7 separate regions of the Mus musculus genome follow, and regions 2, 3, 4, 5, 6 and 7 are each linked to region 1. A link is a contact called in public HiChIP or PLAC-seq and promoter capture Hi-C data. All regions are on one chromosome and are shown on one strand. The core of a region is the stretch at or near the end of the contact, and the rest is flanking DNA. Distances in the headings are between cores, read along the strand shown.

Region 1 (4,085 bases), core at 860-3,359:
GGGAAGGGGCTAGAGGCTTTCTCCACGGCTTAGCTAATTTTCAAAGTGGGATGCCTTTACTAGGCAGTTGGGATTTCCGTTTTCTGGGAGCTGTTAGAGAAAAGAAGGCAGGATTCCAGCATTTAATAACCCAAAGCAATTCCAAATTTTCATTAGGGTGCATACTTAAAATATCCAGAGGGTCTGGGTCTCAGAAGGGGTCAAACTACATTTTAAGTTATGAGAAACATCAACTACTGGTAACCAGGTAATGTGTTTTTCTAAAGCTCTCTTCCTTGGCTCTTGTCTGCCATAAGGGTTAAAACAAGCCTGGACTGTTTTGAACACCTCTGTGCAGAAGAAGTGGTAAAGGTGAGGGTGAGGTCCTCTCTGGTTCATCTTAGCCTATTTCCCTATTTTTAAGGGTTCAGACTCTTGGCAGAAAATGCCTCTAAACTGTGATGAAGCCCTAAGTACTTTACAGTGTACACAGTGAAGAGTTTTACCGCCGATACCTCATTGAACCCTAATAGAACCCTTTGCCATAGCCCAAGAAGAAGTTCCTTTTTATTGCTAAAGCAACACTGGAAATTTTTCTCTCATGGGAGACACTCCATTTTGTTGACAAACAGAGGGTGGAAAAGTTTTCAAATCTGGGCATAAGAAGAGAAAGGCTGAGGTTATTGTTATGTGTCAGGTTTACACAATGCATGTTTCCCATCTACATTCTTCTTTCCACTGATCTCCTTAGCTCCACGGGGCAGATAACAAACATTATTTCATGTTTAAAAGAACATGGGACACTGAATCAGAAGGATGAGTAGCTGTCGTTCCAAATCAAGCTGGCTGGCTGGCTGGGACTGTGTCTCCATACATACATACATACATACATACATACATACATACATACATACATAAGAAAGCATTGGAAGCATGGGTTATGATCTAGAACCAGTAAACCAGAGGGAGATGGAGATTTGCCAGTCTGGGTTCTAGAGTTACCAATGACTTTTCTGTCTGTTATCAGCTCTTGTTCCCTTCAAAATTGAAAAGAGACATGATTTTCGGTAGACAGTACCAGTCCTTCAAGAAAAAACAAACAAACAAACAAACCCACATGCATAAGTGTCTCTCCTTGTTTGGGGCGCTTTTTTGTCTTGCAGGGGAATGCCATACTAAAACTTCCCCCCGAAGACTTTAGTGGGAAGAAATTTAAAATTAGAAGCCTGAGTCATCTTATCTGGAGGAATGGAAGAGCTGACTGGAGGTTGAGGGATGTGGCAAAGGAAATGAGATGGGAAATGAGTATGGGCTCAGGGCTGGGAACCTGAAAGAGGAGTTTCAAGTGTAAAACTTGAAAGGTAGATCCAGGGCTATGGTACACAGCTTAGGCTTATTAAGTAACCCTTGCTTAAGAACTATCTTTTGAAAGGAGCACTTGACACACACTCCAGAAAGTTATTGGGTATACTCCCATTTTTTTTCTTTAAATGATAAGATATACCCAACACCAGTCCTAACTTCTGCCACCTTCTCCTAGTCTTTTTGATAGCCAAAAGGGCCACAAGGCCCAAGTTCACACTCCATTGCCATGCTCTTATCTCTTGGTGGGGGACACAAAACTATAGATCAGATGACCAGGGTGCTCTTCATACCTGGCAGCAGTAGTAGGAAAGACCCCGCCAGGAGGGAAGCAAATGCCTCAGTGTTCCCATCCCCCTGCAGCTGACCACGACCTGGGCCGTGGAGGGAGCACCCCATGTCCACGTGCATCCGGCATGTCCTGCTAACTCTTCTTACATAAGATTCCCAAGTATGGAGTCAGGGCAGCTGTGAATCCCTCTTACCCGACGTCTAATAATAAATCGAGGCTAAATTTCCGGACTGCAGTCACTCTAGGTTCAGGATTGAGGGGCTCTTTTGCAACCCGGACACACAAGCATTCCGGTCATCCCACCCGGAGAGTGCGCGCCAAGCCCGCCCAGCCCGCGCGCGCCAGTCCGCCCTCTGGTTTGGACGGCGGCTCCTTGGGCTCAGTGCCTCGCCCTCCCTCCCCCAAACAGCTTGTTCTGGGTTTGGTGCTGGGGTGCGGCCGCTCCATCCTCCCAGCCCTACCCTGCCTTGCCCTGCTGGGCCGCCCTGCCTTAGCCCGGGTATCAGGCGAGAGGCGGAGCCACCCGGCGTGCCCCGCCCCCGCGGTAGAAAGGGTTGGGCGAGTGTTACTCGCGGTCAGGGCTGGGACCTTTTATCTGTGCTGCTGGAGGAGGTAGGAGGAGGAGACATCAGGGGTGGTCCTGGGCGCCTGGGACACCTTTCCCGGACTATAAATTGAGCACCTGGAATGGGCAGGGGGCCGGAGCAACCACAGTCGCCCTTACTCACAGTCCGATCAGTGACCGCAGCAGCGCCCTTGGGCAGCCACCGTCCGCAACGCAAGCACTGAGAACCAGGGGATTTCGCAGTGCAAGAGGTGGGTGTCCCCGCCCTTTGGCAGCCCGGGCTAATATGGTTGCTTTCGCTTAGGTTTTAGAAGGGAGAAACCAGAGAGTCCGGGATGGGGGAGATTTTTTTCTCCTTTTTTTTCAAAGGTCTTCTGCTAGTATTGGAGGAGGTGATACCGGCTGGTCCCAAGGAACCACCCTTGTGCCTTCTCTGGCCAGCCTTGGTCAGGGTGGGAGCATCGCGCGGACCGGATGCCGGGCATCCTAACCGGGTGGGTAATTTGTTCTTTTCGTCTCTGTCTCCCAAGCAGAAAAAGGCTAGACCCAGCCACCCACCGTCAATCCTGAGCCAAAGATAAGAGCAGCCGGGCCTCACGAAGGGCTGAGCTGAGAAAGAAGCAAGTTAGAGAGGGCGGAGAAGGATCTGGGAATCCCGTCACACCGGCTTCAAGCAGGCTCCCGGCATCAGCCTCTGAGAGCGCTTGAAGGCGGCATCGCCAGCGGTCTATCTCCGTGTACCAGCGTCCCTGTGTTTCCGCGCCCGCTCGGCCACCATGATGCAAATCTGCGACACATATAACCAGAAGCACTCGCTCTTTAACGCCATGAATCGCTTCATTGGCGCGGTGAACAACATGGACCAGACGGTGATGGTGCCCAGTCTGCTGCGCGACGTACCCCTGTCCGAGCCGGAGATAGACGAGGTCAGCGTGGAGGTAGGCGGCAGTGGCGGCTGCCTGGAGGAGCGCACGACCCCGGCCCCAAGCCCGGGCAGCGCCAATGAAAGCTTTTTCGCGCCCTCCCGGGACATGTACAGCCACTACGTGCTGCTCAAGTCCATCCGCAATGATATCGAGTGGGGAGTCCTGCACCAGCCTTCGTCTCCGCCGGCCGGGAGCGAGGAGAGCACCTGGAAGCCCAAGGACATCCTGGTGGGCCTGAGTCACTTGGAGAGCGCGGATGCGGGCGAGGAAGATCTGGAGCAGCAGTTCCACTACCACCTGCGCGGGCTGCACACCGTGCTCTCCAAACTCACCCGAAAAGCCAACATCCTCACCAATAGATACAAGCAGGAGATCGGCTTCAGTAATTGGGGCCACTGAGGCGGGGGCTGTCCCCGCTGCCCAGCACCCTCTCTCGGGTCGGCTCTACCACCCCTCTCTTTCCTCCAAGCTATTTTCTTCCTGGTTGTGGGGCGCGAAGGGCACACTGTAAAGTTGGGCTGTGTACTTGGTGGGGTTAGTGTGGAGAAGAGGGCCTCATCGCGAGAGCAGAGGAAAGTAGTCGCCAGAGAGGGGGGTTCAAAGACCCCCGGAGGGGGCCTACTCTGTGTTGGTGGGAATGGAACTGGGCCGATGTCCTTCATTCAGCCTGTGCCTTTCTTGGGGTTTCTTTTCTGTTTTTCTTTCCGGAAGAGAAGGGCCTGAGAAAGGGCCATGCCAGGGCACAGTGCTGGGTTGCCACACATGGGAGGGCAGCTTCTAGCCGGGTGCTTGGGGGAGGCGGGGCTCAGCCTCCTGCTGCCCTGCCTTGAGCTGCCAGAGGAGGCCTTGGCGTTGCTAGGATTGCGTCAGTTTTCCTGTTTGCACTATTTCTTTTTGTAACAGTGACCCTGTCTTAAGTCTTTCAGATCTCTTTGCTTTGAAACTTCGTCGATTCCATTGT
Region 2 (4,085 bases), core at 1,173-3,672, 2.0 Mb after region 1:
GGTAAAAACGATGAAGCTAGGAGCTATGCTGCATACCTGCAAACCTAATAGCTGAGAAGTAGAGGAAGGAGAACCAAGACACAATAAACCCAGGGTTGGGGTGTAGCTCAGGATTAAGCGTGTTTTCCTAGAATGTGTAAGGTCTTGGGTTACACTGCTAGCCTTGGAAAGAGGAGGGAGAAGGCTGGAGAACAGAGGTCAGGGACAGATGCGGGGCAGGGGCAGGGCCAGGGCCAGGGCCAGGAGCCAGGGTTGCATGAGTTGAAGAACATGTGGGAGCTAAGGAGTACCAGGCATCAAGTCCTCTTGAGGAAGTTCTGCTAAGTAGATGTAAAGACAGCTGATAGATAAATGGGGAGACAGTAGGAGTTTAGAGAAAACCCTTCCCAACAATTTTATTTTCTAAGTATTTTCCAAGTGGTTATAAATATAGCTATGAAGTATGTAAGTCAGAGGTTCTGAGTCAGATAGTTGTAAGCAACTATCACTGTGGGCAGGAACCTGGAGGCAGGAACTGATGCAGAGGCCATGGAAAGGTGCTGCTTACTGGCTTGCTCAGCCTGCTTTCTTATAGAACCCAGGACCACCAGCCTAGGGATGGCACCACCCACAACAGGCTGGGCACTCCTCATATCAATCAAAGAAAATGTCCTACCGGCTTGCTAGCAATGGGACCTTGTGGAGGTATTTTCTTTATTTGGGTTCCCTCCTCTCCAGATGTTTTAGCTTGTGTCAAGTTGACAGAAAGCTAGCTAGCACAAACTAAGATAATGGTAAAGCTATTCGTACGGTGATGGGAATAAGCCAGGAAACAGAAGAGTGGACAGCTAAAGATTTAAGGGATGAGATTCGACATATAAGTGGAGGGACAGGGCAAATGGGAAGTCACTTTGTAGCAAAAAGAAGAAACACACACACATGCAGAGTTATAGGTTCAATGAAAGGACAAGGAACTCAGTGTCTGGGGTTCCATCAACTCCATGAAGCATGAGCTGGGGTGAAGGAGGGGAAATGGGAAGAAGAGCTTGGGGAGGGAAGGCAGGAACAGATAGCTCCAGGAACCAAAGTGCAGAGAGAGGCATTAAGGCTCAGTCAAGAATGAAGTGACAGCAGTGGGTTCCCTTCCAAGCTGATCTTGTGGCGGCGTCTTCTTTATTTGGATTCCCTCCTTCCCAGGTGGTTTTAAGCCAGGTGTGTCAAACTGACGGAAAACTAGCTAGCACAAACCAAGATAATAGTAAAGCAATTTGTCAATTTGCATTTGGAAGCTACTTCTGACACCTCCCTCCACTCACTACACAGCTTCCAGGCAACATCAAGAAATCCAAGCAAATTCCCAATCAGACTAGGCATTAAGTCACAGTGACAAAATCTAAACACAGGCCTAACAACCCCTACCTCATAACTAATATTTCTACCTTCTAAAAATGTATACCTTAGCTAAGCATCCTCTTGGCACGCACGCCACAGCAAAAGTAAGCCTTTTTTTAAAGTCTGCTGTAAAGTAAACCTTAACTGTTCTTCCATGTCTCTCAGCCTGTATTGTTTTTCCCCTTATTTTAAGACAGCGTCTTACAATAAAACTCAAGTGCCTGCAGGAAGCGAAGAAACAGAGGCGTTTATTTTACTGAGCTTAGATGGGTCCACTCTAGTATCCCCTCACCACTACGCCACTAGACCCCAGAGAACCAACCTATCTTCTAGTATTTCTGTACTTTCTGAAGTCCCAGCTTGCACTCAAAACCCACCCTCCACCCTGGGGCACCAGGAGCAACTTCATATGCTTTCCTCCAGGCTACAAGTACTTACCTTGGCTACCTCCCAAGGGTCTTTGGGCCAGAGGCCTGGCTTGCAATTTCCCCAGTGCACGTCTCCATTTCTGTTGATGTGATGCCTCAAGATCTCGTGTTTCCACTCTGCGCATACCTGACACTGAGGCTGAAACTACAGAGGGCAGAGGTGAGGAGGGACTGGGGTGGGCGGGGCAGCAAAACAGGAACACCCCGGAAGTAGGAAGCAGTCCCGCCCCGGGAAGGAAAAAGACTGCAAGCATACGGAATAGGGGGACAAGCTGTGGAGACGCGCCCGAGTTCGGGGTCAGCAGCTCACCTGGCGAGCGCGCGGGCTGCACCGGGAACCGCCGCGGCAGGTAGCATGGGGTCCAAGGCCAGGGACTGCAGCCAGCAGTCCACGGTGAAAGGAGAGCACTTCACGGTCTATGAAACCTTGCAGGCAGCTGCGCAGCAGCAGCAGGCAGTGTCCTGCTTTCACCCAGTTTTTGTACTCGGCGCAATTGAGGCGGGCTGCCAGCTCCGACACCACCATGTCTTACTCCTGAAGGCGGGGCCGGCGGTAAGCACGCGCAGCACCCTGGGATGCTCCCACGCAGCGCAGGCGTAGCCCAACCCCCAAAACGTCCAGACGTTTAGCGTCACTGTGCGGTGTACACTTCAGAGGCTAGAGGCTGGCCACTGTTTCCGCTCCAGGAAGTGGCAGCTCCACCCCCGCTTAAAGGAACCGCTTTGGTTTGTGGACATGGAACATTTAGACTAATCCTTTTAAAGCTTTAATTTTTATTCCTGAATACCCTGCCAACCCTCTAACCAACCTGATCCCCTCCTGATGTGCTGACCTTTTTATTGTAAAGAGGAATGCTCAAGGTGTGTTTCTCGAATGACATGTTCCTTGCATTGTGCAATTCTACAAAATTAACTCATCCCTAAACCCACTGAACAGCAAATTCGGGGTATCAATAACATGCTTACCCTCACCTGAAGCAGGGGGCCTATTGTATTGTGTGCCATGCTCCCCAGTACATATGTTAAAGTGACACTAGGACCAGAAACTCCTTAACTAGAGTACCTGGCAGGAAGAAGCAAAAGGGATAATGTACTTCCTGGATTTGGACAGCTCAGAAAAGGGTTATTTCAGCTGCACAGGGAAGCCATATGCTACACAGACCAGAATGCATTAGATTGTCAACATCAAGTGAGAAAACATGTTTTAGATGCTTTGAGTGAGGTTTTTTGACCTTGGCAAACATATTGAAGTGGTATGGAATCAAAAGAGTCGGAAGGAACACTGTAAACAGAGAAGCCTTGCACAGGCAATGGTAAGGACCACTAGCTCTGGGCTCAAACTCTCAATTTTTTGTGTTTTGATCTTGGCTGATCCTAATTTTAATATTATTAAGACGTTATTTCCTTCTTTGTAACTCGGTTTATCATCTGTAAGAGGAGGTTATTAATACTTACCTCACAGTGTGGTGAGGAGCATTTATACAGATGGGAACACTTACAATGATGCCTGGCACACATTAAGCTTTGAGTAAATGCTAACTTATTTTATATTGACGCAAATATGCTCTTTCATCCACTGTTTACATTATTGGACATTTTATCAAACCACTGGCCAGTTGGAAGTGGGGACAATTTATAAAAAATAGAGACCAGATGTGATGATCTGAAGACTCAAAGTACAGTCAGTGTAGGCAGGCTCTGTAATACTTTAATAAAGTATATACCAATTTTGTCTTACTAACCTCAACATTAGACCCATTCAAAGCAAATGATGGGAAATACCCTATTCCCATCAAATCAAATCAAATCAAATCAAATCAAAAATTCCAAAAAAAACCCACCTCTGAATGAAGTCTACATTAGGACTTTCCTTTTTCTGACTAAAACATTTTCTGTAAGTATGAACTTTGTATCAAGAACAACTGAAAGGGGGGCCTGGGAGTAGGGAACAGCCCTGTTTTCCTGGTACTCAGAAGTGGGTCACTTGGACTTAGGAGGTTCAAGGTCAGCCTGGGCTACATGGCAAGACCCTGTCTTGTTTAAAAAAAGAAAGAAAAAGCTTAATTGGAATTTCTCTTGGAGGGGAAAAACATGGCAGAAAAACCATGTATGCCTATCCTTAAGTCCGTTAACTGTCAAACAACAGTCAGTCCCTGCAGTTACTAAGTGGCCTTATTTTTGATGACATTCCCCCTTTTCTCTTAACGTGAAAAGTCCTTTTATACTTTTTGAAATGAAATTTTTGTAGATGTAAAAGGGAAAAGGGTGAATCAGGACTGATGTCTT
Region 3 (4,085 bases), core at 751-3,250, 1.9 Mb after region 1:
TATTTCTCTACTTATGTTGTGGTGTGTGTGTGTGTGTGTGTGCGCGCGCGCTTGTGTGATAGATGATAACTTCCAGGGGTTGGGTCTACCTTCCCACCTTGTGGGGCATGGTCTCTCTGGTTTCTGCTGCTATGTTGTGTACTCCAGGCTAGTGGGTCCTGGAACTTCCAGACCATTCTGTCATCTCTGCCTCCCATTTCAACCCAGGAGTGCTGAGATGCACAGCACCAAATCCAGATTGGTTCAGGGATCTAACTTGCATCTTCAGTGTTACACAGCTAGTGTCTTCACCAGTTGAGCCAACTCCTTGGCCCTTGAAAAAGAATTTTTAAAAATTTTTAAAATGTTTGTGGTAATCCTGGCACAGCTTATGCTTTTGAAATTAGCTGCCTTAGACATTTTGGTTCTAATATAATAATTTTACATTCCTAATAGAAAGACAACCAGCCCTTCATAGTCCTTTAAAGACACGTGTGCAAATTCTCTGTTGGACAAAAACACAAAATTGAGAGTTAAGAGCTTTCTGAGGTTGAGTGAGGAAGTCCAGAATGCTTTATAAATTGAGTGGCTTTGGTAAACATAGCGATTTCTAGAAACTGCCTTCTGAGTAAGGGGGCAGGGGTTGATTCCAGTTCTGGGGCTGGCTAAGTTTCACCTGGAGAACTAACTGCTGGAGGTGCTGCAACGCTTTGTTCTCCCGTAGTCAGTTCCAAGAATAAAACAGCCATCTCCCCTCAAGGGCACCTATCTTACGTCTGTGTACTGAACACTGTCCAGCCATTTCCAATGGTTCCTCCACTTGTACTTAATGAATTGTAGTTCTTCTGTGTACAAGTCAAGGTCTTTTAAAAGAAATTATTTTCCTGAGGTATGGCTCAGTGGTAGAGCACTTGCCTAGATTGTGCACAGATCTGGAGTTCCATCCCCAAACGATAAAGGAAGGAAGGAAGGAAGGAAGGAAGGAAGGAAGGAAGGAAGGAACTAAAATTTTAGCTCTATCCTTCTATCCTATAAAATCTCTTTTGTCCAACTAAACATTTAAAAGTTCATCGGAAGAGGCATTTCCCTACCATATATGCTATACTCTTTCTTTACACTTTCCACATCCTCCACTTACATATTAAAATCATATTCATCTTTCAAGGTCATCAACTGAGAAGTTGTTTTCTAACCACAGATTATGGGCAATGTCACTTCTTGCCTTACATCATAGGTAAGAGGCTATGAGCCAAGGGATGATTTTGGTCTAATTAGTGTGTCTAGCCGTCACATAGCCTCCCTGAACTCCTTATTCAGATTAGAAAATATTAATTATTTCAGAACGAAATAATTAATATTCTATCGGATCACTCCTTGTGTACGCAGTGTTTGGAGGCAGAGTTGTTCAATACAGTAAATCAAAAAACAGGATACCCTGTTATATTTCACTTTCAGACAATGGATACTTCGTATATATAAAAATAAGTAAAACAAATATTTTAGACACACTAAAAATCACTCTTTGCAACTCAGATTCAAGCGGGAGTCCTATATTTTAAGTAGCATCTCTTCTAGATGGACAGGGGTTCCCCTAGGCGCCAGGCTTCCTTCCCTCAGGTACTCAGCGTCTGTGTACTCCAGAGAGCAAAACCTGAGCTAGCCCAGCGCTTTCCATCTGTCAGTCGCAGCGGGCGGGAGGTGCAAGACCGGGAAAGACCGAAGCCTGGGTTGAAAATCGTCACCGGAGGTTGGACAAAGAGTCCACACCCGGGAGTAAGCCTCACTGTGGGCTTTCGAGAACCTGCAACCAGTGGGGCCACCTGCTCTAACCGCGGGCCCTACCCTTCATCTCGTGACCGGTCGTTGTGGGCCGGCGGGACAGAACCGCCCTGTTCTTAAAACTCTTGACTCCTATTGGCAGAGCATGCCATTCATCACGTTCGCCTCCGCCCCAATTGCTGACGTCGACCAGGCTACGTCTCGCTCGTGTAGCGGCGTAGTTGGCGATTGGCTGAGACCTTGTCTTGGAGCGGCTAAAGGGGAGGGGCTTGGGGATCGGAACCGTCGGGAGCGCGTCACTCGGTCGAGCTGCAGTGCTCGCTTGAGTCCCGGCGTCCCTTTTCGTGTGGCTCATCTCCGCTTCAGCAACCGTGGCACCATGGCTGTGCTGGTCGTTCTCCTGTTCTTTCTGGTGGCGGGTGAGTAGCTGGGAAGCACTGCGGGAAGCTAGGGGGCGCGGGGACCCTGGGAGGGAGCGGCTGCTGGCGGGGGCCGCAGTGGGGGCGGTCTGGGCTTGGCGGCCCTCTTCGGGGTTCTGGACCTTGATCTGGCTCGGGCGGAGCGGCCTTGTGGTCTCTGGAGACGAGCAGGGCCACCTGGGGGGACTCCGGAGCTGACATCAGCCTTTGGGGGTAAAGGCGCGTAGCCGCTTAGGACCCAGTCCTCCCATTTGTCTGATCACTCCTTCCCTGTTCAAGGCCCTTTGGAGGATGGGTTTGCATTTCTTAATACACCGTTGAACCACAACCCACTACCAAGGAAAGGTTAGCTAACAATTTAGCTGCCGCTTTTTAGCTGCTGTCTTTTTTCCACCTTCATTTCTAATGGTTGTTATTGACAACGGGTGAACCCTTACCTCCCTCATATATACATATCAGGATGTGAAGTTGAGTCATCGTTTTTTAAATAATGATTATTTCTTAAGATGATCGCAATTTCTTAGTATTGATTTCAGTTCCCAATTTGAAGGATTTGGAGAGCAGGGTATGAGTCATGCTTTTAGGATCACATGTCAAATAAATGGTAGCTTTCTTAGTGGAACCTACCTAGGCTCTCTAACATGGAATAAGAAGAATGGAAATGAGCTAATATTTGGCCTGTGGCTTGAGTATCATGTAGTAATGCATTTCGTTTACAGTAATCCTTAGAAGAAAGTATTCCCATTTTGCAGAGTATGAATCAAGCTGGGTATGACAAGGGGAATATGTATCAAAGCTGGGCATGACAAGGGGAATATGTATCAAAGCTGGGTTTGAAGACAGACAGATCAGTTGACTTCCAAGAAGGGGATGGATGCCTTTCCACTCTGTGTGTGTGGCACAGGGAGTGCTGTGTGGCAACGTGGGAGTAGTGGGACAGACGCTGAGCTTGCAGACAATAAGATACAATAAGTCAAGTGAAGCCAGGCATGGCGGTGCATGCTTTTAATCCCAATACTTGGGAGGCAGAAGCAGGTGGATCTCTTGAGTTCGAGGCCAGCCTGGTCTACAGAGTGAGTTCCAGGACAGCCAGGGCTACACAGAGAAACCCTGTCTCAAAAAAAAAAAAATCAACTGGAGAGCACCTTGGGGAGGAATGGGTGTTTTGTGTCAAAGAGATACCTTGTGCCTGTGCTGTGTGAGATGCTGGTCCTACTTTTGGAATGGCAGTTGAAGTGAAAAAGACCTAGTAATGGTTTTGAGCACCAAACCTCTTCTCTGCCCTGGAGGTGCCCAGCCCTCTGTGTTAATAGTTAACATATATTTCAGGCCTCCAAAGTGTTAGGGTCTCCTTCATTGTTGTTGGTTCTGGAAAGGCCATTCTGATTTAATCAAGATACTTTGGGGATTTTTCAAGGTACTTTGGTAACTGCTTGCCACAAAAGCATGAGGGCATGAGTTTAAACCCCAGCACCTGTATAAATAAGCACCCGTGTGTGCTGATAATCTCAGGGCTGGGGAGGTGGAGGTGGGTGGATCCCTACAAGTTCCTTGCTGGCCACTGTAGCCTAATGGGTAAGTTTCACATTCCAATGAGAGACAGGGTGGACAGTTCCTGAGGCAAGACGCTGCAGGTTGACCTCAGATTCCACATGCTTGCACATACATCCATGTGTCCGTGTACACACACACACACATTGGGAGAATTCTTTTGTTTTAATTTGGTTTAAAAGTTAAAAACGAAACCTTTCCATTGACACTGTAGTTCAGCTGGACATCTGTATCCTGCCTGCCATCTTATGAAGACCTAGATGTCCCTGACCTCAGAGAGATCTGCCTGTCTCTACCTTATGAGTACCACTGTGTTCAGCTCTATGACATTTTGAGTCAGGGAGGTCTTGGTTTTTG
Region 4 (4,085 bases), core at 561-3,060, 1.8 Mb after region 1:
GTGTCCCTGCACTTTCTTTCCCTCCAGACCTGTCCTTCCACCTCCCCTTTGGCTCTTTACCCACACATCAGCAGTGAGCATATTCCTGGCCTGAATGGGGACCACAAGGACAGCAGAAACAGTCTGGGAGAGGACCAGGCTTTTACAGAGGACAGTGCACCTCTTTTCTCTACCTCCAGCTTTTAGGGAACATGCCCATGCCACAAGCTGCTCCTTGCTACCTTTCCAGAACATTCCTGTTCCCTGTCATTTTTCCTGTGAGTGCTTGCCCAAGAGTGATCTTCTCTTTGGTGGCCATGCAGCAAAGCCTCCCCTCACTTCATTGAGATGCCACATTTGGTGGCGTTGAGCCCAGCTGTCCCCACTATGACCAAGCCTGGACACTGAGCTTGAGTGTGTTTGTATTTCCCGTTTCCCCGGCTCCTCCTCTCCCAGGAGTGGGAGGTGGTAAGGAAGCTGTAATTTGCTAAACTGGTATTAGTCTTCCCAAGAGGCAGACAGGGTTGCTCAGTCAAAACACACGGTGCTGTGGCTAGAAGAGGCCTGCAGTAGAACACAGGCAGATCTGTACAACCCCAACCATGCCCCAGCTTCCCCAGGGCACAACTCTCTGACCTTTACCTTGTTCCTGGACTTGGCAGGCAGAGCGTTTTTTTGCAGAAGGGAAGCAAAGACAGCCACCCAAGGGCCTTACTACAACTCCTGGCCCAGCCCTGGCCCAGTCTCGCTTCAGTCTTCTCCTCTAGGAAAGGCTTGGAGAAATTCTCCGGCTTGGGAGAAAGACAGACATGGGTTTGAATTTTGCTGTCAACGTTTCCCTCCATTTAACAAATATGAATGAACCCCTACATCTGTCCCTGGCACATTTAGGTTCTAGGGATATAGTGATAAGCATCAGGGGTTTTAGGAGAGTCGATAAATAACATCCTTTCATCCCCTCTCCGAGCAATTGAGGAACTGACAGAGATGTCTGAAAGTTGGAACTCAAAATGTCCTTTATTACACAGAAGGCTATATTGGTGGATGTGGCTTGGGATCTGTCACTACAATGTCTCGCTGACACTCATCCAGTATTGATCTTAGCCATTCAGCCCCAGGCAGGACAAAAGTTCTTTTGGAACTGAAATATGCTTTAACTGGGCCAGCTGCCTCCCGAAGGAGGGGCCTGGGGGAGAGGGGCAAGACATGGGGACTGAGACAATCCCCTGGGCCTGGGCTTTTTTTGTCCTGACTCATCTGTTACATAAGAGGTGTTCTGAATACCTGAGTCCCCCCACATCCTTACCTAAAGTAGCCCCAGAAATAAGAACATGAAAAACACACAAACAGTATTTGAACGGGGAGCCTAGGAATAAAGTAAGGTGCACAAGGAGAGACAGGGCATGGGGAATCAGTCAACAAAGGAACGGTTACCGGCTGGGGTAGAAATTCTTGTGGTAAAGTGCTTATCCTACAGGCATAAGGAACTGCGTTTGATCTCCTAGAACCCACACTTTTAAAAAGCCAGGAGTCATGGCATGTACTGGTAATTCCAGTGCTGAGAAGACAAGACAGTCAGCTCCCTGGGGCTGCCTAGCCAGCCAGCTTAGACTACTTGGTGAGCTTCAGGCCAGTGAGAGACTGTCTCAAAATACAAGGCAAACCATGACTGAGAGATGACAGCTAAGGCTGTCTTCTGGCCACCTCTGTGAGTCATGGAGGACCTCAAACCTCAGACTGGACCTTGCACCTCACCCGGGCAGCACAGGTGGTAGGGACACAGGTGAGCCAGGGTATGAGCGTGGGAGAGCTGGCCCCGAAACTTGGCTGCCATGTGGTAACATAGGTGAGGGAGAGATGCCCTTCTCACCCCCTGCCCTTGCCACCTACACCGGGCTGGAGAGCTGTCCCTGCCACTCACCTATGGCAGCACTCAGGAGACAGGCCCTGCACCTTACCTGGGTAACAGTAGAGCTGGCCCTTGATATGTGGACCGCGGGTGAGCTGACCCTGTCTCTTGTCTTCTGTGTAATGGTGCTGATGAGGGAAAGATGCCCGCCTTCCCTCCCTTGTCCCTCAGTACCTATGGCAGGCAGGAGAGCTGGCTCCAGGGTCCTGAGAGTAGGAGGACTAGCCCTGCCCCTCACCTGCTGCAGTCCTCAGGCCCTGCACCTGGCCTAGGCAGCACAGTAGAGCTGAGCATGGTGACATGAAAGCAGAAGAACTGGCTCTGCCCATTGCTGGTGGCAGCATTGGATGGCCCAGCCAGAGCAAGAGCTGGCAGGCTGACCATCTCTGATACATCTCAGGCCCAGATCCAGGGCTGTGAATTGGCCCCACCCCAACATCTATCTCATCAACGAACTTCTGGAGTGTATGAACAGATCCAAAATGATAGGATCTCAGTGACACAGGGCAACAACAACAGGGTCTCTGAAAGGAGTCCCTGGGAAGATCCAGTATTAAAAGAGTAGCAGAAGCCAGAGACCTCAGACCAGACCAACAACTCATTGCAATGAACATTTGCAAGTAAAGTTGTGTGGACAAAAGGGTAAACTGTGGAACACACCGATACACTACAGCTTCCGTGAATTGGTTTTCCCTCTGTTGGGGGGAAGGTTGCAATGGTGGGGGGAACATGTGAGGAGAGAGAGTGGCAAGTGGGATTGAAGTGTATAATGTGACATTCAAAGAGTCAAAAGCCTTGTTTTAGAAGTCCTCCCCCTCATGGGGGACAGCATCCAAGTCATTAGTCCCCAACTCCTTAGGCTCTTGATCAATGACTGCTCTTGTGGGACTCCACTGGCTCCCTAGGGAAGTCTGCAGGCTCCAGAGCCAGGGAAACTACAAGGAAGATTCTGACTCCTTAACCATTACTCAGGCAAGTATGGCTTACCCCTCCCTGAATGCAACCATTTGGTTGCCCCACACCTTGATGCTTGACTAACGTTCAGAGACATGCTGACACTGACCTCTGTACTGGTTAAAGTTTAGTCAACTAAACTAAACAAGCTAAAATTATTCAGGCAGAGGAACTTCAATTGAGAAAATGCCTTCATCCAGACTGATGATTGATGGGGGAGGACCCAGCCCACAGTGGGCTGTTCTAGCCCTGGGCGGGTGGTCCTGGGTGGTATAAGAAAGCAGGCTGAGCAAACCATGGGGAGCAAGCCAGTAAGCAGCATTCCCGCATGGCCTGTGCATCAGCTCCTGCCTCCAGGTTCCTGCCCTGTTGGATTTCCTGCCCTTACTTCCTTCAGTGATGAACTACAAGCTGTGAGAAAAAGAGATCATGGAGTTTTATCACAGTAATAGAAACTGTAACTAAGACAGCCTCCCTTTCCTGGTTATTGTCAAGGCAAAAAATGAGGGTAGGAAGTGGGAAGAGGGAGGCGATCCAGAAGGACACTGCTAGCAACTGGAGAGAAACTTGTGAGCCTCAATAACTCCAGGGTGCATACTCTAAATTTACATCTACTTCCTAGGCTTTGGACTAGAGTCCAAAATACAGCTACTCTGCATGGATGGGCTCTTTCTCTTACTCTGTCTCTCTCACTGAAACACACACACACACCTCTGCATATTATACACATTCTCTGTCTTAGTCAGGGTTTCTATTCCTGCACAAACATCAATACCAAGAAGCAAGTTGGGGAGGAAAGGGTTTATTCAGCTTACACTTTCACATTGCTGTTCATCACCAAAGGATGTCAGGACTGGAACTCAAGCAGGTCAGGAAGCAGGAGCTGATGCAGAGGCCATGGAGGGATGTTACTTACTGGCTTGCTTCCCCTGGCTTGCTCAGCTTGCTTTCTTATAGAACCCAAGACTACCAGCCCAGGGATGGCACCACCAACAATGGACCCTCCACCCTTAATCACTAATTGAGAGAATGCCTTACAGCTGGATCTCATGGTGGCATTCCCTCAAGGGAGGCTCCTTTCTCTGTGATAACTCCAGCTTGTGTCAAGTTGACACACAAAGCCAGCCAGTACACTCTCCACCTTAGCATAGTTTGATGTAGAACTTTTCAGTTTCTGTGATGGTGCCAAATGATGCCCACAAGGTGGGAGCCATACTTTGAAGTTTGAATTCGGGTCTTTTCC
Region 5 (4,085 bases), core at 645-3,144, 1.5 Mb after region 1:
GAAGGCATGAAGCAGACTGTCTTCGGCTCTGGCTGCAGTCGCTGGACACACTGTGTGGTTGGGGGTAGGGGGAGGGTATGTGGGGTTATGTGTGACAATATTTTGGCAATTGCTCAGCCGCTGATTCTTGTGGGTAGAGGCACAGGCTCTTGTGGCTCTTGAGAAAGGCCGTGGTGGCATGGGATCCTAATCATTAGATCTCAGCTGCAATCTGCAATCAGTGCAGCTCCCGCCCCCACCCCACCCCCCAACTCCCCTGCTTCTCACTTTCCTGCTAGTGGCAGAGAGGGCGGCAATCTTGGGGACCAATTCAATGGTAGTGTCTTGTGAGTTCAGAGACTGTTCCTCTCGGGCCTTCCAGGAATTTTGTGAGCACCTAATTTCCTGGAGTAATTTCCTATTCTTGCTTAAAATAGCTGGAAACATTCTCTGTTCCCTGCAATTGGATTCTAGCTGCGGGAGTTGATGACACTCCACGCTTGTGGGCCGGGTGTTGATGGAATGCTGTGGGCTAGTGGGCGCTGCCTAGTACACTGTTTATAAGGCCCTTGCAGACTGCTGGCAGTTTCCAAGAAAGGGTATGTCCGTTTGCACCCAGGACTAGCTGTGAGTGGAAGCCACCTCACATTTTACCAGCTCCTAGTCCTAGTTTTACATAGAGTTACTGGGGCAGAAAGCAGCCTGAGAGACTTCCGATTATTCCTGTGGGTCATCTGCGTCCTCAAGGCTGAACTGGTGTTTGCTTGTTTGGGAGCGAGAATCCCACCTCTTTGCAGAGTGATGACTGGCACCACAGAGGTGCCACAAACACCTGGGAAGAGAGAAAGTCAGCTGCCAAAGGCCACTCCCAGCCCCGTGCCCACCATGGACACTAGGATTACTACCTCCCTATTAATTGGTTATATTTGTGAAGCCTTCTCTTCTGTCCCTCTGCCAGCAAGTTTGAAGATCGACCTGAAGACAGATCTCTTTCTCTGGGGAATGACGAACATGCTCACTGCTGTGGGATGGGCATTTAAGAGTTTTCAGAGAAGCTAGCCTGTGGTATTTTGCCTGTAATCTGAATAGTAGCCATATTTGAGGCTAGGCTGGGCTACTTGAGACTCTGGTCTTAAGGGAACTAAACCAAAGTTTCCAGAGAAAAACCTGGAAAGAAAGGCAATTTTGTCCCGGAATTACCCGGGGGTTGTGTGTGTGTGTGTGTGTGTGTGTGTGTGTGTGTGTGGTGGATTTCAAAACCCAATGGTAGGTTTGGAGCCGCAGTCTCAGCCCAGGGGCTCTGGGGGCTCTGCTAGCCACTGAGGGAGGAGCAGAAAGTCTTTAGGGTCAGAGAAAAACAGAGCTGTGTGGAGTCTTCGAGCCCCACCAAGCTCTGGACAGATTGCTCCTTCCCCTCAAGGCTCAAATCTTTCAACTCTCCCCTTCACTACTCTCTTGGACCCAAACCTTTCAACTCTTCTCCCTCTCGGCTGGCTCGAATCCACCCAGCTTTCTTCCACACAATGGAAACTCATTGTGAAGTGACGGGCCTGGCAGGTGGCTCTCAGATCCCCCAGCTGGGTGGAAGCCGGATTGGGCTTGGCTTCCAGAACAATCCAGGATCTTCGCGGGGCTGGAAGATGAGTGGGAGGGATAAAGTGTTCCAGTGGCTTTCACCAGCCCCAGTCAACTGTGAGACCAGAGGAGGAGAGAGGGGGCAGATAAAGGCAGCTTTCTCCGGGCGTGCCCAGTTGGAGCTGGTGCGGTTTGAAGTTTTGTGTGGTTTGGCAAAGTTCCTTTTTTTTTTTTTTTTTTTTTTTTTTTTTTTGCTGTTTCGAAACTGCAGCAGTACACAGTGGCAAAGGTCACTGGACACCACAAGCTACCCCTGAAATGCAGGAGGTGGCGGGTCTTGTCAGGCGCATGTCCCAGGATACCAGGGCAAAGAGAGGCCAGGCAGGTCCTGGCCACACATCGAACTCCCAGGTCGCGCTTGAGAAAAAAAAAAAAAAAAAAAAAAGCCACCTCCCGGAAGGCAAGCGAGACAACGCTTTGGCTCTGGCGAGCTGAGCCGCTGCTGGCTGGGTGGCTCAACACAGCTAACTGGAAAGACGAACCTTCGCATTCGGATTCCATCTTTGGCCTCAAGGAGAAAGAGCGACGCTGGGGACACCGCCTGGAGCCTGCGCGCATAGCACCGGACGGCTCTTCCTCCCACCCCAGGCTTCCCGTTTAACCTTTAAAGTGCCGGAAAAATCTGCAGCCCAAGCGGGCTAGCCTTCCACCCGCTGAGGAGATACGGGTTCTCTGGAATTGGGCGTGGCAAGGCGGAGGTCACTGCAAAATAGAATCGGACACTCGTGCTGCTTGGGAGGGGAGACTAGGGAGTCTGGCAGGTCCCAGCGGGCTCACACCCTCCCAGGACCTTCCTGCCTCCGCTGAAGGTGGGGACTGAGAAGGAGGCAAGCGTGGAGAAAAGGACGTGGGAAGACACTGGTCACGGAGGAGACTATTTTTAGTCTTTGCTACAGCTGCGTGCGTTTCTCTGACGAACTAGTCAGGGACAATTCTCCTGGCTGAAAACAGTGTAAACTTTCCACGGGGAGTGGGGGTGGGGGTGGAGGGCAGTGTGGAGGTGACACAGGAGGGGTGGGGAGAGAGGTGGTTGGTGGTGCAGGAAAGGGACAGAGAGGGGGAAATCCCCGAATATTCCTCACAGACTTGACAGGAACACCAGAATCTCTCCTTGATAGAACAAGGTCCTCCAGCCTCCTCACCCCAAAGAGAGCTCAGCTTTCACCATAGATCTTCAAGGTGGGCACCCTCCCCCTTTTGTTTAATATCTTGGAGACCACACAGGCAAGATTGGGGACTTGTTCATCATGCCTTCTAACTGGGGACAATGCCTCCTGGGTGGCATCAGTCACAATCCAATCATTAAACAAATAACAAAGATCTCAAACAGGAAAATAGAAGTGGGGGAGGATCTAGAGCTAGATTCTTGGAGGGAAGGCTGTGTGTCCTGGTTATCTAGGTCAGTAGTGCCCACAGTGTGGTTCCAGGATCCCTCTGATAATCAGGGCCCTGAGATCCAGGACCTCTGAAAAGGCTTTTGTGATTACAAACCTAGGGGAGGCTGGGTTTTCATTAATCTAAGGCGACATGTCAGTACCCCAACTTAGTGGATGCTCCAGCAGCTGTCAAGAAGAGAGAGAGAGAGAGAGAGAGAAAGAAAGAAAGAAAGAAAGAAAGAAAGAGGAAAGATGCTTGCCACCACCGAGTCTGAGGACCTGAGTTCTTTCCACGCACGGGACTCCCATGGTGGAGGGGGAAAATCATCTTCCACAGGTTATCTCCTGACTGCCGGGGCACGTGAGCACAAACATACATATAACATTTATATGTCATTTACATTATATGCATGGGTGTTTTGCCTGCGTATGAGGTGACCAGAGGGTGTTCCATCCCTTGGGAATGGAATTACAGATAGTTGTAAGCTGCCATGTGGGTGTTGTGACTTGAACCCTGGGTCCTCTGGAAGAGCAGACAGCCATCTCTCCAGCTCCCATAAATGCAATTTTTAGAATTAAGAAGGGAAATGGAGCCGGGCCATGGTGTCACACGCCTTTAATCCCAGCACTCGGGAGGCAGAGGCAGGCAGATTTATGAGTTCGAGGCCAGCCTGGTCTACAGAGTGAGTTCCAGGACAGCCAGGGCTACACAGAGAAACCCTGTCTCGAAAAACCAAAAAAAAAAAAAAAAAAAAAAAGGGAAACGTTCAGGAGCTGGAATCTAGACTGATGCCAGAAGGTTACTATACACCTTAATTACCCATTGTTATGCTATAAATTATACCAACATTTAGTGACTGAAAGTAACAAAACCAAAGCCTGGGCTCATCCTCGGTACAGCAATAGAAATAAATAAATACTCCAGACACCAAAGAGGTTTATGAAATGTACAATATGTCACTTTCTAGATTTTGGGGGGGGGTTGGAAAAATAAAGTGTTTTTTTATTATTTATTCATATTTTTGTGGTTTGTTGTTTAGTTTTGATTTTTCTGAGACAGGATCTCACTCTGTAGCCCAAGCTGTCCTGGAATTC
Region 6 (4,085 bases), core at 1,156-3,655, 1.3 Mb after region 1:
TATCTCACTGCCCTCCCCTCCTGCTGTCATGCAGGTGTAAGAGAGTACTGTGGGAGGGTTGGCCCGCTGTGGGTCTCCCAGCACCCTTTTCTGCTCCATTCAGTTTTCTTAAATAGGATCTCACTGAGGACTACGAGAGCCCAACGAGAGCGGGATCCTTCAAGGCTCCGGATCCTCAACCCCTTCTAAAGGCGCCGCTCACGGGGGAAAACAGCTCTGCCCAGTTTCCATTCCCGCCTCCAGAATAACGAGCCGAAAACATGTGTACTGTAAATAAAGCCTGTCTAAATAAAGCACTCGGGGAAAGGCTGCCGAGAAAACACTCTGCATCGCTCTGTGCTCAGAGTGAGTCAGCTTCCCAGCCCCCGAGGAACAATGGAGACCTTGCCAAAGGTCCCCTTTTATAGACCCCCCCAACTTCCCCCTGGTCCGGTTAGGTGATGGTGGTAGGGCACTAGTACGCTGTGACTTTTGGCTCAGAGAATGGAGAGGGAGAGGGTGTCCCCAGGGATCAAGGTTAGGATCCTGTCCTGAGATTAATGCTGCCAGGAATCCCTCTGCCACCAGCTGCGGAGGCTAAGTGGAAGCGCTAAACAAACAGAGGGCAAAGGGACGATGTTGTTCCAGGCTAAGGAGGGCCTTCTCTTGAGCTTTCCCAACTCACCTCTCCTAAATCTCAGATGGAAAGAAGGTAGCCAACTACCTGAGTCACCTCCAACTCTTCACTTCCTATCTAGGCCCACATACAGACATCGTCCTCACGTGTGTGTTGGAGGCCAGGCCTCCCACCTAGACAGTGTGAGTGTGAGCATCAAAGCAGAGCAAACCCTCGATGACGAAAAGCAGTCTTGGGACCCACGGTGCCTTCCTTGCCCTGTCTTTTATGTACTTCCTTGGGAAACTGAACACCCTTAAAGAGGCGGCGAGATGGAGACCTTTGCAAGGTGTTAACTGATTGATGCAATGGCTTCTGCTCTGGTATGAGCCAATGGTTCCAGTCCCCCGCCCGGTGACCTTGAGAAAGTCAGGGATCTACCCCAAACGCTTGGGATTTTCCCACCCCTAGAGGCCAGCCCTTTATCTCAGCCTCTCAGGCTTTTTGGCCACCCAGCTTTGTCCGGCTAGGCTGGCTAGCCTGCTCTGGGAGGAGGTACGGGAGTGGGGTGGGAGGGATGAAAAAACACCAAAGGCTTCACCCACACCCTTGCACCCCCTTCCTCGCCCGGGGCCCCTCGGCCAGTGCTCTAGCCGCCCGGTGTTGCCAAACCCTCACTGGGCAGGGTTGCGGGGTGAGGCTTTGGGAACAGGGCTTGAGCTAGAGAAGATGAGGAAAACAAGTGAAACGGGAGGGGCGGGGTGGGGTGACGGCTCATAAATCAACTGGCTCCACCCCCAGCCCTCAGAGCTGAGGCGCCTCAGCCCCGCAGGGAAGAGGAGGGTCACTCGACCACTCCTGGACGACCTCTGAGCTTTCCCTGAGCCATCGCCCCACCCTAGGCTCAGGCCGCCGTAAGACCAGCTCCTGGCCCAGATCGTAAACCGCCCGCCGGATTCGGCGGGAAGCCGCCCTTGGACGCAGCGCTCATCCGCCCAAGGGGAAGTTTATTTATAGCTTGTAAAACGTAAAGGAAACCAGACTTCGCTAGCTTGCGGAGCCTGGGCGCCTTCGATCCCCACCTGCCCACCAAGAGGGCTCAGCAGGGGGTCTGGAAAGTGGGGTGGCTTCTAGTCCTCCCCCTACTCTGCACCCAAAGGAGAAGGGAACCTTCTTCTGTTGCTGCCCAGGCTTAAATTCCCTCTCAGCGTGCTTAAGCAGGGCGCTTGATGCCACAGAGAGAGGAGGCCAGGGCCTGGGCCCTGTGTGGTTAGTGTAAAGGAGACTGAGCTGGCCCACTTGGCACGCACGCCCGGGCAGGCCAGGCAGCGCTGTGCGGGATTCCACAGCTTCCGCTCCCGACAGGGGGAAGTCCCAGAGTGCCAGGAAGCCTTGGAGTGGGTGCTCCCGGAGCCTCTCCTTGGAAAGCAAGGATGCTGTCCCCGTTCCTGCTGCGCACGTGTCTTCAGCAGAGCAGGCGAGCGCTGTGCGCCTGGGGCTGCGATCCGCGGGTGACAGCGGTTGAGAGCGCGCCCTCTCCACTTCACACCCCCGCCGTCGCCTCCTCCCCAGGGGAAGCTCCTCGCTCCGGGGTGCGCTCGGGGCAGGAGCCAGAAAAAAACGAAAAGTGCCGAGAAGACGAGGACGAAAACCGATAAAGAGCTCAGCCGAGCTCTTCAAGATACCCGCGAGTCCCCATTACTCACAACCCACCCGGGCAGCCCTTCCCAGTCCCGATGGAGTGCACCCTGCCTTGGTCAGGGAGGTGTGTGTGTGTGTGTGTGTGTGTGTGTGTGTGTACGCGCGCGCGCCCAATCGCCGGGACGGCAGTTGCGAAACAGGCTCTTGGCTGCAGCGCGGCATAATGGAGGTGGCTGGAACAATGCGCGCTTTGTGCGCGCTGGTTGTTTTCTACCCGCCTCGCCCCCCTCGCTCGGGCCGTATGGCACTTTAATCCCTACCACGGCTAGGCACAAATGCACTTGTGTCCTGTGGGTCACCGGGGGCCGTGCGGCTGGAGCTGTCCCCACCCCTCCCCCGCCGAGCCCACGGCCCGCTTGCCCAGTCTTCCTTCCTGCACCCACCTCCCCCCACCCCACCCCCGCGCGCCACCACTTCAATTCCCGGCGTGGGCCGCTCAGCCGGCTTTGGAAGCTTCCGGGCCCGCCGGCCACTTTTATTTTCCAGGCAGACGGCCCTCCCCACCCCCCCGGCGAGCACGCGCGCGCGCGCACACACGTGGAGCGCAGGCCTCCCACTTGCGGCCCTCCCTCGGCTCGCCCCGCCCGCCCGCCCGCTCGCTCCCGCCCGGCGCTCCGGACTCCTGCGAACAATAGTAAATGTCAACAGATTCCGCGCGGCGAGTGTCTGACTCGGCCGAGATAAGGGTGCGCGGTTGGCCCTGAGCTCCGCGACACCGCGGGGGGAGGCCACCCTGACCCTAGCTGGAAAGAACCGGCTGTGATGAAGCCGGTGTCGAGGGATGGAGGGCAGGAGGGGAGAGCCCCAGCCTCAGCCCCGGGAGGAGAGGCGCTTAGACGCCAGGCCTTGCCCCACCCCCACCCCGCCTAACTCTGTGCTGCTGGGCAGCCTAGGGGCCCGGTGGAAAGCCACGTGCTAGATGTCAGCCCACGGCTCGGATCTCCAGAGGACGCAGGGAAAAGGCAGGTGTGGAGGTGAAGACTCGGACAGTTTTCCACCTCCGGGGAGCCGGCACCCGAAACATGGAAAGGATCTCAGTCCTTGTCTCCTGAAACTCACTAAAATGTTTTTTTTTTTTTAAGCTCACACAACACTTGCAGTCCTCCCCCTCAATCGTCCGCAACCCACCACCCGAGTTAAAAATTCGCAAATTGATTCCCACGCGTTAGTATTAATGGGTTGTTCCTCTTAAATTGTTGCCAACTTTGCTAATGGATTATTATTTAAATTTCTTTTTTATAAAGTACGTGTTGTTTTATAGATGCGTATTTACTTAAAGAAATCAACTGCATCTATTAACATATTAAAGAGAGAATAAAGCACGGGGCCGGTGTAATGTGCTGTTCAGCCTTACTTTGGGTGCTGCGAAGATAGGAAAATCTTATTTGTTTAATAATAAGTCACTCATGAATATGCAAATGACATCGTTGCAGTACCTCACTTCTGTCACTATTAATGAGTTGCAAATTAATGTGACAACAAAAGGAAAATCTATTTAGTGGAGGAACTCAGGTTCCTACCTGGGGAGATCACCAGCAGGCCTGGAACTTCCATAGTGTAGATGGAAAGGACCGGGGATGGACACCTCACCCAGCCTTTTCCTGAAGCTACCACTATTGTTTAGACCCACGGACCTGCTTTGTCAATAGCCCCTTAAAATTCCAGCTCCAGGCCAGGGGAAGAATGGTTGCTCCAGGGTAATTAGGGCCAAGTGTGATTAATGGAAATCAGCCCACAGTTTGGAGTAAAGCAATTGGTGAAGCAGATTGGGAAGTGAGGGAGGGGTCCT
Region 7 (4,085 bases), core at 493-2,992, 1.2 Mb before region 1:
CACACACAGCTTGCTGTTGGATAAGTTTTCCTTAATTTTTAAAGGACGGAATATTGAGTGTGGGCAAGGGGATGAAGGTCATGGAATTTAAAAATAAAATAAATGCTCTAGGTTTTAAGTTCACATTGATCCCAACAACAAACTTATCAAGGAATGATACTGCTCAGTGTTCTACTTCAGCTTCATGGTGTTTTTCCTTAAATAGTAAATTATTAGTTATTAGTATTAACTATTGAATACCCATGGATGCTTCTTAGCAGTCTCTCCTTACGCAGAAGGTTGCTATAGAAACTCCATGTTGTATTACGTTGCTGTGCTCCCTAACTCTGGATTGCTAAGCCATGTTTTACTTTCATGTATATGCATAGGTAATTTAAAAGGTCACTTCCTGAGGAAACCGTAATTCGAATGAAAGTTAGAGTTCAACTTGTTCCTTAGCTGAGTCACCTGCTCTTAAAGTGGTAGCAAGGACGGAAGACTAGAGTTCCCAATCCTCACGCGTCTATATTGCATTAGCATGGTGGGTTGGCATGAACAATGTTTCAATAAAATATTTGTTGTTTTAATTTTAACCATGCCAATAATTTATTAATTTCTTTAGAACTCTGACTCTGTGCATTAATTACATGGTTAATCCTTACAAAACTTCCATTCATAAGTACCTTTTAATATCATGTTTCATGAGCTGTTAGCCAACAATATTTAGATAGCACATTTCTTCCTATTCAACTCATCCATAATTGTTTTTCTGAGAACACTAACTTAAGAGTTCAGAACAGAAATCAAATAGCTATTAGAACCTTCTAAAATTGCTTCTTATATATGGTTGCATATTATATACATACTTTATATGTGTATAAAGTACATATAATACAGATACTTCATAGGTATGAAACGAGATAGTTTATTTCAATTCTTTTACCTCCATTTGTTGTAAAATTCACAAGTTACTCCAGTTTGGACTGCACAGGGAAAAAAATGTGCTTGTTTTAAAAAGAAACTTGAGAACTTTATTTTGGTGTTATGACTGAAATAGAGCCAACTTTCCTATCTACAAAATCCATAAGAATAAATGTTATTCAGAAAACAGTAGAGTTTTAATTGACCATTTAAAGCAGTTAACATAAAAAGTGAAGAAACTTACCCTTGAGTAATTGAAAAAACTTCTCACAATTAGAATTTTTAGTATGAAGTATCTTTTATGCACTCTGGTAAATGCTGGCTAACTTCATAGTCTTAGGAACTCAGAAATAAACTATGAAAATGAGAGCTGCTGATGCATATTTTGTATCTTTAACTTTTTTGTTTTGTTTTGTTTTGTTTTTTCAAGACAGGGTTTCTCTGTGTAGCCCTGGCTGTCCTGGAACTCACTTGGTAGACCAGGCTGACCTTGAACTCAGAAATCCACCTGCCTCTGCCTCCCGAGTGCTGGGATTAAAGGCGTGCTGGGATTAAGAAGCCTGGGATGGGAAAATTAACCGAATCTACCTGCAAGCAGATGCTTGTTCCCAGAGTAAGTATATTTCTTAAGCAAACAACAATAATAAAAGCCATTGCTCTAGTTCACATTCCAAGAGAACTCCAACATATCAAAAAATGTATGTTACCTGGTTTGGGTACTTACAATGACAAAGATGGAGAGTCCTTCATTCACAGCCCAGTTCCCCATGTTAGCAAAGGTTAAGTGTTGGTTCTGCCTCTCTTCTCTACTGTGCTTCTTCTTCTGATGAGGAAATGAAAACAGCAGCTTTGGGGCAATAGGTTTCCTTTTCTATTATCAGAAATTAGCTAATCATTGGCCAACTGAAAGGCTGTTCCCATAACAAATTTAAAACTTCAAACCACACAAAAACTACAGAAAGAGAAAAGATCTTGTGATTCAGTCACAAGTAAATACACTGGAAAATGAAAGCTACTGCTACAACTCAGAGACGATTTGTCAGGTTTTAAAATTTGTTTTATTATTCATAAGATTATCTGTGTAGTTTGTGGGTGTATTTTAGACAGTGACTTTTTTTTTAATAATAACTAGTTATGTAGTTAGAACTTTCAAGTTATCCAACTAGCTAGATAAAACACATGTTCTTCTCACAGGCTCTTCCAACAATACTGATTCTCATTGGGTAAAGTTAAAAAGGAGTGATAGATGTTAGTTATAGGATGATTATCAGATGCCAATTTTATATCTTAAAATGGATATAGGTACCTAAAATGGTATCATGTGTGTATATATATATATATACACACACACACACACATATATATATACATATATACAGAAACATAACCATACACACATATACATCAAGTCATTTGATTCTTACAACTCAATTCCTATAGATTAGGTTCTATTTTATGATTACATTTATAAATGAGGAAGCTGAGACCCAGAACAGTGAATTTACTTGGACCCAGTTACAGTGCCAAGGAATAATACAGTTGCTTATTTGAAGTCCAAACAACTGATATCACTTGTAAGTACAATACCAGGAAACACAAAAACAAGCTTAAATTTGTCACCTCCACCCTAAACACCCCACATAGGACTACAGCAATGGAAATACCAAAATGTTTAGATAACAATCACGGTCCCAGGTAGACTTTCTATATGCTAAGCTTGTAAACATGGTCAGATCGAAGGTACATCAGTGTACGGTAGATGCTAAAGCCAAATGGAACACAACTACCTCCTGGCAGGTACTCAGGCTTCAAGACATGAAACAGAAGGCTATGAAGGCAACCTGATGGTGTGGTGAAAGTTGACTGACTGCACAAGCAGGGCTCTACAGTCGTTACATCTAAGAGAGAAGTTCAAGAAACAAATTGGATCACTGGAAGACGGCAAAATGGCAAAAGAACAAGAGGCACAGACTCTTTCAGTTGCTCTCTACAAAGTACATGGACAGCCTCTGGGCTTGAGACAATGAGTAAACTAGTAGGTTTTTTCACTGCATGATAGTTAAGCAAGGTATTCTGACGTTCTCCGTTGCAATTAGAACATGTAAAACCCACATCAAGGCAAACTGACCTCCTCGGTTCATCCCCAAAATAGATTCAAAGAAACGGGTTTACAAAAACCAGAGTGTGAGGAGGTTTTGTGCTCTTTTGCTCCCTGATTTGTTTGTCCACTGCCCTCTTCACATGTATTTCATTGAGAGCTACATTTGTCTGCCAGCTTAGATCGACAGCTTCTGGCTGGCTTCGAGAAACTGGACTGAAAGAGAAGCTACAATGTTTCTCTCTGCAGATTTTTGCTTGAAGAGGCATTCACCAGGTGACTGCATTACTGCTGGGCATCCAGCTTCCCTCAGCTAGCCAGTCCTTCTGTGTTAGAAGCATCTGATAGTCAACAGCACTGCAGGGCTCCATGCAGCCAGATGGCCCCTGCTGGTGAGTGGGGGTGGCAAATTAGACAGCCACCTTCCAGTTCCTCTCTGACTGAGAGGTAACCACTTCCTGCTGTTATTCTTTTTATATGTTGACTTTTGTCCCCTGTTGGGATTCTCCACTTTTCCATCATCCATGTGTGAAAGTCCCTCTGTTGAAATACGGTGGTTTCTGTGTTTTAATTCGATTGTGAAACAAGCCAATTTAGTTGAGTACTTGCCTGGGACCTATCCCGGGATTGGGTCCTCACTGAAGCAGCCTAGGGGGAAGACTGTCAGCAGGGGCTTGGTCTTGTAAATGTAAAAGTTGCTTTCTATACCAACATATGCATGTCTTGACTTTAAATTATCCTGAGGCCAGAAGCTGCAGGTCTCTGGATCTATTGACACTTGTTGCTATCAGTGGGGTGATTAGTCAATAATAATTATTAATAATAATTAACAATTATAATAATTATATTTTAGAATTAAATAATTATTTTTATTTATAAATATTTCTATTATATATTATTTTATAATTATAACTAAATAATTATAATTAATAATAATTAATTAATAAGGATTTATTGCTTTTGCTCTCTTCTCTTGCAAAGCAGCCAGAGCCTCTCTGGCTAGGCTGGTTAACTCTATGAACTAGAGAGGAAGGAAAAGGAAAGAATTAAGATGCTTTATACTGGCAGATATGCCAGATATTCATAC

The links. Promoter capture Hi-C pulls out the DNA fragments that hold promoters and counts their contacts. HiChIP or PLAC-seq counts read pairs in DNA pulled down with a chosen protein or histone mark.
Region 2: a promoter capture Hi-C map of pre-B cells shows a contact between it and region 1, with 8 times the contacts expected there. The contact joins the promoter of 1810030O07Rik here to the promoter of Mid1ip1 in region 1. A contact is called at or near these places in 9 of 39 promoter capture datasets (the 3T3-L1 cell line, the C10 cell line, the HPC-7 cell line and 5 more), 1 of 115 datasets of contacts at active chromatin or transcription factors (astrocytes) and 1 of 9 other capture datasets (liver).
Region 3: a promoter capture Hi-C map of erythroid cells shows a contact between it and region 1, with 43 times the contacts expected there. The contact joins the promoter of Atp6ap2 here to the promoter of Mid1ip1 in region 1. A contact is called at or near these places in 2 of 39 promoter capture datasets (erythroid cells and pre-B cells), 1 of 484 Hi-C or Micro-C datasets (CD4 T cells), 2 of 115 datasets of contacts at active chromatin or transcription factors (large pre-B cells and pro-B cells) and 1 of 9 other capture datasets (adipose tissue).
Region 4: a promoter capture Hi-C map of liver shows a contact between it and region 1, with 5 times the contacts expected there. The contact joins the enhancer-like site here to the promoter of Mid1ip1 in region 1. A contact is called at or near these places in 3 of 39 promoter capture datasets (hippocampal neurons and liver), 1 of 484 Hi-C or Micro-C datasets (liver) and 3 of 115 datasets of contacts at active chromatin or transcription factors (embryonic forebrain, large pre-B cells and stem cell-derived neural progenitor cells).
Region 5: a contact with region 1 is called in a promoter capture Hi-C map of 3T3-L1-derived adipocytes, with 8 times the contacts expected there. The contact joins the enhancer-like site here to the promoter of Mid1ip1 in region 1. A contact is called at or near these places in 7 of 39 promoter capture datasets (the 3T3-L1 cell line, 3T3-L1-derived adipocytes, the C10 cell line and 3 more), 1 of 484 Hi-C or Micro-C datasets (the N1E-115 cell line) and 4 of 115 datasets of contacts at active chromatin or transcription factors (astrocytes, embryonic forebrain, embryonic hindbrain and 1 more).
Region 6: a contact with region 1 is called in an H3K4me3 HiChIP or PLAC-seq map of embryonic forebrain, with 4 times the contacts expected there. The contact joins the enhancer-like site here to the promoter of Mid1ip1 in region 1. A contact is called at or near these places in 10 of 39 promoter capture datasets (the 3T3-L1 cell line, the C10 cell line, the HPC-7 cell line and 6 more), 4 of 484 Hi-C or Micro-C datasets (the N1E-115 cell line, embryonic stem cells, pre-B cells and 1 more), 10 of 115 datasets of contacts at active chromatin or transcription factors (the NIH/3T3 cell line, astrocytes, cardiomyocytes and 7 more) and 1 of 9 other capture datasets (adipose tissue).
Region 7: an H3K27ac HiChIP or PLAC-seq map of bone marrow-derived dendritic cells shows a contact between it and region 1, with 4 times the contacts expected there. The contact joins the promoter of Cybb here to the promoter of Mid1ip1 in region 1. A contact is called at or near these places in 2 of 39 promoter capture datasets (the C10 cell line and pre-B cells) and 1 of 115 datasets of contacts at active chromatin or transcription factors (bone marrow-derived dendritic cells).

The regions. Positions count from the first base shown.
Region 1 is chrX:10,715,256-10,719,340 of GRCm38.p6, forward strand. It overlaps Mid1ip1 (Mid1 interacting protein 1 (gastrulation specific G12-like (zebrafish))), which reads left to right and starts at 2,110. Exons shown (of 2, transcript NM_026524.4): 1 at 2,110-2,449; 2 at 2,732-4,085. The coding sequence starts at 2,975. The coding sequence ends at 3,523.
Region 2 is chrX:12,671,217-12,675,301 of GRCm38.p6, forward strand. 1810030O07Rik (RIKEN cDNA 1810030O07 gene) reads right to left here and starts at 2,423. Exons shown (of 7, transcript NM_175141.6): 1 at 2,110-2,423; 2 at 1,810-1,944. The coding sequence starts at 2,325.
Region 3 is chrX:12,585,759-12,589,843 of GRCm38.p6, forward strand. It overlaps Atp6ap2 (ATPase, H+ transporting, lysosomal accessory protein 2), which reads left to right and starts at 2,001. Exons shown (of 9, transcript NM_027439.4): 1 at 2,001-2,177. The coding sequence starts at 2,138.
Region 4 is chrX:12,501,496-12,505,580 of GRCm38.p6, forward strand. No RefSeq gene overlaps it. Among named protein-coding and RNA genes, the nearest start is that of Atp6ap2, 84 kb to the right of the region's middle. Within about 2 kb of position 1,811, at least 5 of the 459 cell types and tissues checked have an H3K27ac peak or open chromatin away from gene starts, as enhancers often do. A contact at or near this core is called in liver, where this site is marked.
Region 5 is chrX:12,250,432-12,254,516 of GRCm38.p6, forward strand. No RefSeq gene overlaps it. Among named protein-coding and RNA genes, the nearest start is that of Gm14635, 100 kb to the right of the region's middle. Within about 2 kb of position 1,895, at least 125 of the 459 cell types and tissues checked have an H3K27ac peak or open chromatin away from gene starts, as enhancers often do. A contact at or near this core is called in 3T3-L1-derived adipocytes and the N1E-115 cell line, where this site is marked.
Region 6 is chrX:12,004,381-12,008,465 of GRCm38.p6, forward strand. It overlaps Gm34301 (a long non-coding RNA gene), which reads left to right. Exons shown (of 4, transcript XR_003953093.1): 4 at 1-356. Among named protein-coding and RNA genes, the nearest start is that of Gm34301, 4.3 kb to the left of the region's middle. Within about 2 kb of position 2,406, at least 320 of the 459 cell types and tissues checked have an H3K27ac peak or open chromatin away from gene starts, as enhancers often do. A contact at or near this core is called in the HPC-7 cell line, the N1E-115 cell line, the NIH/3T3 cell line and 11 more, where this site is marked.
Region 7 is chrX:9,467,582-9,471,666 of GRCm38.p6, forward strand. It overlaps Cybb (cytochrome b-245, beta polypeptide), which reads right to left and starts at 1,743. Exons shown (of 13, transcript NM_007807.5): 1 at 1,625-1,743. The coding sequence starts at 1,669.